2 separate regions of the Gossypium arboreum genome follow, and region 1 is linked to region 2. A link is a contact called in public Hi-C data. All regions are on one chromosome and are shown on one strand. Each heading gives the region's core, a stretch centred on a gene start, on an enhancer-like site or on the middle of the called end of the contact. The rest is flanking DNA. Distances are from core to core; before and after follow the strand shown.

Evidence for each region. Hi-C and Micro-C count contacts between places; a contact is called where the count stands out from the background.
Region 1: a contact with region 2 is called in a Hi-C map of leaf, with 2.6 times the contacts expected there. The contact joins the enhancer-like site here to the promoter of LOC108483012 in region 2. A contact is called at or near these places in 2 of 5 Hi-C or Micro-C datasets (both in leaf).

What each region holds. Positions count from the first base shown.
Region 1 is chr1:103,215,368-103,220,257 of ASM2569848v2, forward strand. LOC108483176 (stromal processing peptidase, chloroplastic) reads left to right here. Exons shown (of 24, transcript XM_017786430.2): 21 at 44-124; 22 at 298-399; 23 at 601-751; 24 at 1,091-1,456. The coding sequence ends at 1,182. Among protein-coding and RNA genes, the nearest start is that of LOC108483176, 13 kb to the left of the region's middle. Within about 2 kb of position 1,279, at least 2 of the 2 cell types and tissues checked have an H3K27ac peak or open chromatin away from gene starts, as enhancers often do. A contact at or near this core is called in leaf, where this site is marked.
Region 2 is chr1:103,041,388-103,046,626 of ASM2569848v2, forward strand. It overlaps LOC108483012 (squamosa promoter-binding-like protein 14), which reads left to right and starts at 3,642. Exons shown (of 12, transcript XM_017786177.2): 1 at 3,642-4,375; 2 at 4,477-4,540; 3 at 4,883-5,239. The coding sequence starts at 4,924.

The DNA of each region.
Region 1 (4,890 bases), core at 29-2,528, 170 kb after region 2:
TTGTCTTTTTTCCTCATCACCTATTTTTGGGATTAACTTCCAGGTATATAAAGCTGTTGATGCTTGCAAGAATGTTCTTAGAGGTTTGCACTCCAACAAGGTTGCTCCACGGGAACTGGAGAGGGTTAGTTCTTATACAACTAATATGACTTAATGAGTTTTTTTATGTTACCAAGTAACTGGAAATTGTTATGGAAGAATGTGGTTCAGGTGAAAAAAAAGCAGAATTTACAGTTTTACTTAGACAAGCTAGCTGTCATTTGTTGAAGTTTATAAAAGCAATCCTTGAATCTACAGGCAAAGAGGACTCTTTTAATGAGACACGAAGCAGAAATAAAGTCAAATGCATATTGGCTAGGATTGTTGGCTCACCTACAAGCTTCTTCGGTTCCTAGAAAGGTGAAATGAAAATTAGACAGTTCAGTGTTATGTTATATTGTGTTACTATTATATTCTTATTTTCCAAATCCCAATACTTGAGATAATTTTTATATTTGAAACTTATTTTGATGTGTAAAAGATGGACCAAAATTTGTTCATTCTTACCAGTCTCATGGTGACGGTAATAAATTCCCAATTTTTTTATTTTTTGGAATTCAGGACATATCATGCGTCAAAGAGCTTACTTCTCTATATGAGGCCGCTTCTATTGAGGACATCTACCTTGCTTACGACCAGCTGAAAGTGGACGAAGATTCTTTTTACTCATGTATTGGAATTGCAGGGGTTAATGCCGGTGAAGGTGCTATGGGTGAGGATATGCTTCAATTTAAATGCCTTGAACCTGATAAAAATCTTAAAACCAATGGGCTAGATTGTGGAAATTGGATTAAGGCAAAGTTGGACATGGGTATGAGATGCCATGGACAATATGTGGATAATTAGGACATGGAAACAAGGAATAAATAATATAATAATATAATAATTAGATTAATTTTTAGTAACAGGATAGACAATATGCCTCACATTTTCTCGATAGTTAAAAGCAGTTATTATCACAATTTCTAAAAGTTAATTTTATACTAAATTCTACACTCAAAAACTTTATGGGTTATTTTCCCTTGATTTGGTTGGATGAACTTGTGTGCAGCTTCCTTAGAAGAGGAAGAATCAAACGAAGGGTTTCAAGGAGTTATTCCTGTAGGGCGTGGTTTATCTACCATGACAAGGCCAACAACATGAACTTGTTTGATGCCAGATGCTGTTGTGTCGGCAAAAAGGTGGGTTTAGAGCAACGATGGGAAATCTCTCCCAAGTGGAAGCGTTGAGGAGGATTATTCGAGGATCAACGCAACAAATTCATATGGAATCAAGCCAACCATGAAGATGCTGCTATATGTATGTCAATGTCACACATTGAAATGTAATTACATGATTTTGATACCAACAGGCTTTGTATTCTTTGGGAATTTTGGCTGAATAAAGCTCCTAATCAAATAGATATTAGGAAAAATAATGATTTCAGACCTCATTCTGCAGGAAGTATAGCATGTATATGGTGTGGGTTTTCGTTTCTCACGTCACTCATGTATGCTGACTGCATTTTTGAGTCAAGTTGGTTGGCTAGTTCATAACTTTTTCCCCTTTTCCAGAAATATAAAAGGGCTTAATACCTAATGACCCATGTACAATGGGTGTATTCTCGGTTTGGTTAGCTCGGTGTATCAAATGTCAATTTTATTTTAAAAACTTTTCTAAGAAATGTTAGAAAATTTAAAAGATCATAAAATAAAAATCAAAAGAATCTCAAAATTAAGAATTTATTTCTAAATATATATATTTTTATTTTAATTATGTTTAATTTAAATTCCTAAAATTCTCTGATAAATATTTTTCCTCTATTTTTATGGTAATACCAAAAATCACAATGTTTGTGAAATGCACATTACTTTAACTTCAAGTAATTTTCGTAAAAATGGAACCGATTAAATCATTTAATGAAAGATGAAAGATAATTAAATAAATTTGGTTTTGTGCATCTTGAATGGCTCTCAAGTCTCAAATTCCATTGAAGATTCATTCTGAAATTTAAAGAGAATTTTGGGATTCTTTTAGGAGTTTTTTTTATTTTTTTATTTTTTACAATTGTACGAATTCTTTTATTTTATTTATAAAATAAGAGTGTGTTTGAACGAGGGATTTGTAGGAAAATTTTATTATTTTCAAAATTTTAAAATAAATTTATCTATTTAGATAAAAATATGGAAAAATTTTAAAATTTGTGAGTAATTTTAAGAGGGGATCTCGATAGTTCAATCTCATATTTTAAATTCCACCTAAAGTGGTGGTTGTCGAAACCATTTTTATTTTGAAAAACAGGGGTCGACTTTAAAACGAAAATGGAGTCGCCACCAATCCTTTTTGTTTAGGTGCGATCGGGTCACCTTGTGATCGATCATTTTAATAAAGCATTTCGATTTATTAAAACAACGTTTTTGGTCTACGAAAAATTAGAAAACGGATTCGGGAGTCAATTACGCGCGAGGAAGGATTAACACCCTCACAACACCCAAAATTGGTACCGTATTGATCAATTAACGTCCTAATGTTGAAAATTTGGAAAAGATTTTAAAAAAATACAATTCCTTTAAGAGCGTTTAGATAACTTGAATTGGGTTTCGGGATTCTCTTGTTCAGAAGGAATAAAATGCCATATCCAGCATGATTGGATGCGACATTTCAAACCCTCAATACAAGATCATCTTATAATTTCCAAAACCCATGCACTTGAAATTTCAAAAAGGATATTTGGTTATTTGGTCAAACGGTAAATCGAAACCCAGCACGATTGGGCACGATTTATTGAACTTCCAAATATGAAATATTGTCTTATTTTAATTCTAAGAAAACATGGATGAAATTTCATGAGGATATTTTGTATTTTAGTCGAATGAAAAAAATCGAAACCCAGCACGATTGGGCACGATCTCTCAAACTCCTAAATACGAAATATTGCCTCGTTTTTAATTTAAGAGAACATAGACGAAATTTCAAAAGGATATTTTATATTTCAGTCGAATAAAAAAATCGAAACCCAGCACGATTGGGCACGATCTCTCAAACTTCTAAACACGGAGTATTTCCTTATGTTGAGGGGGCTCAAGTTAACAATTATAAAAATTGAGCCAAAACATACTTGCTTGGTTTGTTTGGAGAAGAAATGAAACCACAAATGCTGGTCAAATAGATTGGAGTTTAAATCTCAATGATGGCATGAAATAAAAGCATAATCACGAACATAGCATAATATTACATGGCAAGCGTTCTAAACAAACAAATCATAATCATATGGAAATAAAGTATATGCAATGACAATGTACCTTATGCAAAGACTAACATTAACACACAAAAGCCAATGAATTACAAGGCAATTTTAAGAGAAGTACCAAGCAAATCAACACAAATGAAATGTAGCAAGTTTTAAAAATAAAGAAGAATTAATAATGTGAGAAGTGCAAAATGTGAAATCATCGATATGCAAACAACAAATTTCGTGTGAGAATAAAAACGAGGTATGTATGAAGGAGTTTTAAAAAAAAAGTACTAAAAACAAAATACATAATATACAAAATATAAATCCATCTAGGTAAATAATATGCATATAATGAAATACTTATTACAAATGTATGTATGGAAATAATAATATAAGAGACATTTGAAATAAACAATAATTCATCATAAAATAGCTTTAAAAGACCAAAACTATATATAGATTTAAAAGAAATGTTTAATCATAAATAAATTTGAAAGAAAATACATAAAATAATACAAATCCTCAATATATACAAAAACATAATGTACAACAATTCGAATTGATGATATAGGTATTATTTACATATGCAAACGTGAAAAGAATGTATGTATGTATATAAAACAATATAAATGATATGCAAAACAATATATATACTGAATAAATAATATGTCTAAAAAACGGATAGTTTAATATAAATAATATACACAAAAGTGAAAATATAATATTTGAAGTAAAGAATGTTCATAAAAGAGAATTTTAAAATAAATAGATTAATAAAACAAAATGGAATATACAAAAGAAAATAAAATTTTTTACAATATATAATTAATTAATACCATGCAAAATAGCATGTTAAAATAATATATTTAAAGGATGAATAAAAAATATGAATTAAAACTTAATTAAAATAAAAAAAAACAATCTTAATTGAAATTGAATTAGACCTAAGTGGGTAAAATAGAACATTAAAACAAAACTGAGTGTTAAAGCGCAACGTGCACAAGAATGCGGGGATTGAAAACAAAATTAGCCCAGGTTCCTGAACGCAGCGTTTAAGCGCGGATCGAAATGTAATTTACACGAAATTTCTGGGCCAAATTAAAAAGGTTAAAAGACCTAACCCTAAAACGGTGCAAGAGGGAGGGACCGATTGTGCAAATGTCCTATTTTTGAAAAAACGCGCGGATCCTCCCCGGGTCAGGTCACCTGCGCGGATTGAGGCCTTGAAATGACGTCGTTTTGTCGCTCAACCCCCAGGCACGAAACGGTGCCGTTTTGTACGCGTAAAAACCCTAAATTTTGGCTCCAATTTCATTTGTTTTGCTGTCTCTTAAGGGGAAAAAAAACTAACACCACAAATCTCTGTTGGGGTTTCAACCCTATCTTGGTGCACCACAAATGGAGGGTCATTGGCACTTCCATGCCATCGCCTCCGACGCTGATCTATGGCGAACCCAGGTAAGTTTCTTTTCCTCCGATTTCTATTTTAAAATCAATTTGCAAAGAAAAAGAAAACAAGAAAAAACAAAAAGGGAAAAAAATGTGAAATGAGAAAGAATAAAAAAAAATAACCTCCTGAATCTTCAATCTGATTTTTATTGATATGGATTGCTTTCGTGTATTCTCTGCTATTATGT
Region 2 (5,239 bases), core at 2,392-4,891:
TCTTTTCTAACATTTTGAATCATCTTTTCTAATAATACTACTAAATTAACTCTTATACATTCTATTAAGACTAAATGCTGAATAATAATGTAGTTAGAATCACAAGCGTTAAGTGAAATAGTAATGGTGTTTTCTATTTTAACCAATGGTTGAGAGTTTAATTCTCACTGAATATGAAATAACTTTAAAGCTCATAACCATTATTTACTCTTTAATCGACTTCTTACTAGGAGTGTATACAAGAAATTTGTGATCACTTTCATAAAATGTGTTTATTCTTGAAATATATTTTTAAAGGTTTTCCTAAAATATTTTTAAATTTTATAATTACTTGTTTGTTGCTATCAATAATACTTCAAATAATAAATCTTTTTGCTGGTTGTTTACTTTTTAATTTGTATTTCTTCTACAGGTAATGCTTTTTTTCCTTTCAAACTGAGATTATTGATAAGCTGTATGTACATCTAGTTTTTGAATCTTACTTTACTTTTGGATTTGGTTGATGTTTACAAATTTTGAGATTTTCTTTTATTATATTATTTTTGAAAATATTTAATTCTTTACGAGTTAAAATTTAAAAATAATACTCGATTTAATTTGAATCAAATATTAAATTTGGAAGTTAAAATCAAAATTACCATTAATTAAATTCAGACTCTACCTCTTCGTTTTCACCCCTCGATTCTCCCTCCGAATGAACCGTTGATAATGTAATTTCCTTTACAACTGGCATTCATTCAATTAAAAGAGTAGAAATGCATTAAATTGAAGTGTAATGTGAATCACCATAGTATCAATGATAGCTTTGATGCCTTGTTTTCATTTTAACTTTTTAAAACAATTATTAGTTCTCATAAAAATAAAAAAAATTCCCCAATAATTAAATTACCGATTAGATTCAGTAATTTTGAATAAGGTATTTCACGATTGAATTGGGATGAACCGATCCTACTAACTATTTTAATAAACTAGGCATGTTGTTATTTAAAATCAATTATAAAATATTAAATATTGTTATATCTCTAACATATCATTCATTGTTCAACTATGTGACGTCTACACTTAAAGGTAAAACTCATGAAGCTCGGACTCATGGCTTTATTAGAAGCATAGTCTTAGCTTTCCCTCACAATAACAGCATATCACATAAAGTGGATTTGCATAATCTCCAGAAGATATATAAAAAAGAGCTCTTGTTAGAACTTGCTAATTCAACTCCATCTCAAACCTGATGGCGCACTGTCTAGTCATCTAATATCGACTTCAAAAATGTCTTTAGATTGAAATCTGCTAGTCTAACCCCTACACCTATAAAGTGGAGTGCTTGATGACTAGGGCCTTAATAGTCACTCCCCCTTTATAAATATCTACTCTCTGCATCAAAGTAAGAGAAAAACCCATAGAGAAAAGAACTCATCTACTCACAATACAAACACTCTATAACCACTCCTAATCAGCTTAACCCTCCATCCTTAGTAGCTTTCCGCACCACTTATGGTGTGAACCATCATTATTGTACACCCTAAGTACTTGTATAACTTAATTGTTATAATAATTGGCGTTGTTTGTTGGAAACAAATAAAAAATTATGTCTTTACCCTTAGAGAGCTATTGCCATTAAGAATAAGAAAGCCAAAAAGCCATCCACTATCAATTCCATGTTGGTACTAGAACAAAGATCAAAATGACGTTGTGGAAGCCTATAACTTATCCTTTCCGCAATTACAATGATGGAGCCATAATCATACCCATCCATTCTTTCCACAATTTATTGGGAGACAATAAGTAACCAAGAAATGAAGTAAAAATATTTTTAGAGTTAAAGGCAAACTCTAAGATGTCAACACAACCCTACCTTAAGGGCGTAACCAAATCATCTCTCTGCCCCGATAAAGGGAAGATGAGGCTGTAATAAGGTGTCAAAGCTATTGACATATAAAACATTTAACGGGGTGTCATTTACACTGTATCTTTATTACACTCTTTTAAATACCTCGTAAAAGGATATTCTTAGCAAGGCTAAAGGAATGTTGAGAACTCTACCACTTATACAGTCCAACCTATAGAAGAGGAAGTCTACAGCTGAGCTCCTTATCACAATGATAAAGCGCCACACAACAAATGACTACCTTAACCTGAAGGATATCACCGAAGTAGTTGTAAGAAAAGAACAATTGGAAAGATTCATAGAACAAAGACTCCGTTCTTTAGAAGATGGAAGAGGGGGGCACCACAATAAAAGGAATCTTAAGAGTCTCCAAATATTGGTGCAAAAGTAGGGGATCTTAGGATGTTAACACACGATGGCCACATCCATTCACAAATAAAGCCAATAGGGCAAAAGGATGAATATGATCCCCCAAGGTTGACTGCTTGGCAAGACAAACAATCCAACCTTTCCATATGCGCCAAAATCATAGTTCAGCAACCATTGGACAAAGAAGGTAGCCTAGAATGAAGGTGGAATACCTTTCAAGATAGAAGGTGCACAAGCTTTATAGGAAGAAAATGACCCTAAATAGATCAATGTATATTCATTTTAATGACAAATGGAGACTATTTTGTTATGCCAAGTGAATTAACAACACAATGGTCACATGAAAAAGTTAAGGCACTCATATGAAGTTAACATGAGGATAAAGTTGATTTCATATTCACGGTCCCCTCCATAGATCTCCTTATTAGAACAAGAATGCCTAATAACACTTTAGGAAGTAGTTTGGTGAGAAAAGAAAAGGATCAAAAACAATGTCGACTTCTCAAATGCACAAAGGAGAAAGCCTTCCCTTTAAAGAGGTAATGAAGGGATACCTTGGTAATTTCCTTCATCTAAACATGATCACTCCCCAAACCTTATTGTTAGATATATGCACAGCATTTGTTACATCTTATCACTGCCAATTAGAAGGACACAAGGAAAACCACTTGAGTGGAAATAGAAGGGGGTCAAAGAAAAAGAGAAACTTGTCTTCTTAACTCTTCCATCCCATATGAAGCTTTGCAACGTAGCTATTGGACGCAACGTCTTATTTTTACAAGAGCTGTAAAGATAAGGAAATAAGTTTTAAAATTTTGGTGTGAGATCTAGGAAGTTTCAAACTATTAGCACACGTCCAGGACCTTCATCCTCAAGCTTTAGACCAATGAAGAGGAAAACAAAGAGATTCCTTAAGGGGCAACCCATATGAAGTGTGAGTGTAACGCCTGGTTTTCGAAATATCAATTTTAGGTCGAATTTATTAAACCTAGCTATTTTGGGAAGTCAAATCAAGAAGTTTTTAGGAGTGGCATGATAGTGAATTAAAGGCTCATTAGTTAGTGACCAAGTATTAATTAGAATAATTAGTTGGTTGATAATGAAAATTAAAGATTAAGGCCTATGAACTAAATTGTAAGGCTAGAAAAATTAAAGGGGTCAATGTGAGAGAAACTGAAATACATAATTTAAGATAAGAGAGATCTTTAATTCATAACAAATTCAAACCCCTTATAGCAAAATTCCCATTATAAAAATTCAAGTATCATCTTTTATAAATATCTAAAAAAAACATTATATATCCAAATACATTCCAACTCCCAATCAATACTAATTAAACTAGTAATGAAGGGCTTATTAAACACAAAATTCAAGAACTTAGTTAACCATTACCATACATACAAGTACAACTCAAAAACAACAAAGAACGTGCTACTTACACTTACGGGTAATGACTAAACTAGACAAGTTAAGAACAAGGAAAGGAAGAGTCTTGGATTCTTCGTTGCTCCGTGGGCGGCCCTAAATTATGAATATAACCTCAATCCAGCTTCAATTTACGATTTACGGCAACACCCGACCCCTAATATTAAACAAACATGATAAAATAAATAAAATAATTCAAGCTAAGGCAAAGGCAAAGGCAAAGGCAAAGGCAGTCACAGCGAAAAAGTAAAAAAAATTAGAAATGGAATACCAGCCTACTAACTAGTCTGCTACCAAGTTTTACTTTTTGCTTGTTCTTCTTCTTCTTCTTCTTCTTCTTATTTCTTTTGAGAGAGACAACAAAAAAGTAAACCAAAGTTGTGGAGCCAAACCCAAGTTCCCAGTTGTTTCATCTTCATCTTCTCGGATCTGACTGCGTTTCCTTGCTGTTCTACCTTTGATTCCTATATATATTTTTTTTCCGTTTTCCTTGTCTTTTTTTTTTTAATTTCAAAGAGGGAGACGCAAGTCCAAGTCTGATGGTTGGTATCTGGGAGAAAGGAGAATTCAGATCTGTGATTACCATGAAGTAAAAGGCTGAAAAGGTTGAAGGCGGTGGTTGCTTTCACTTCTTTTTAATTTTTTTATTTGCTTTTACGAGATGATGAAGCGTTAAGCTGGGATTTGGTTAAGGTATCTTATTTATTTACGCGCCTATATTTTCTATTTGCTTGTGTTGTATCATTCATCTGGCTCTTTTTAATTTAATTTTTTTTTTTACATTTCTCTAGTAGTTCCCAATCTTTGTCTGATCTGATAATCAGCCGTGAAATCCTCAAGCTGAGGTTTTTGTGAAAGGTATGTTTCAAATCTTCTTTATTTTCTTATGCGCATATATTTGCTATTTATTTGGATAACTGTTATCATTCATCTTGCTCTTTTTTAGATTTTAATTTGATTTCTACATGTGTCAGTCGTTGAATATGTTTTTATCCAAGTCCCAATCTTTGTCTGATCTGATAATCTGCCCTGAAAATTATGATCCGGAGTGTTTATTCTCAAGCCTTATCATCCCCTATAAGATTTGACTATTCATCTTTCTTATTTTGACTTTCTGGATGAGATGAACTACTTTCTCTTATGTTACTAGTTATAGATTCTCAAAAATAACTTGTTAAAATAGCCATTTCTTTTGTCCAGAGATCATTTGGTGTCTGGAAAACCAAGTTATTTTCAGACCCATGGAGGATGCAGGCGCGCAAGTAGCTCCTCCCCTTTATATTCATCAGGCCCTTGCCAGCCGCTTCTGTGATCCGCCTTCTTTACCCAGGAAACGTGACCTTTCTTATCAGGCCTCAGACTTTCTGTACCAAAACCCTTCACAGCAGCGTGTTGCCAACCCCAGGGACAACTGGAACCCAAAGCAATGGGAGTGGGATGCTGTGAGATTCATTGCCAAACCCTTAAACACCGAGATTCTTCAGACAGGGACTGCTACAGCAGAACAGAGAAAGACAGGTCATGTTAATGGGAATGAAAACTCTATAACATCCAAAA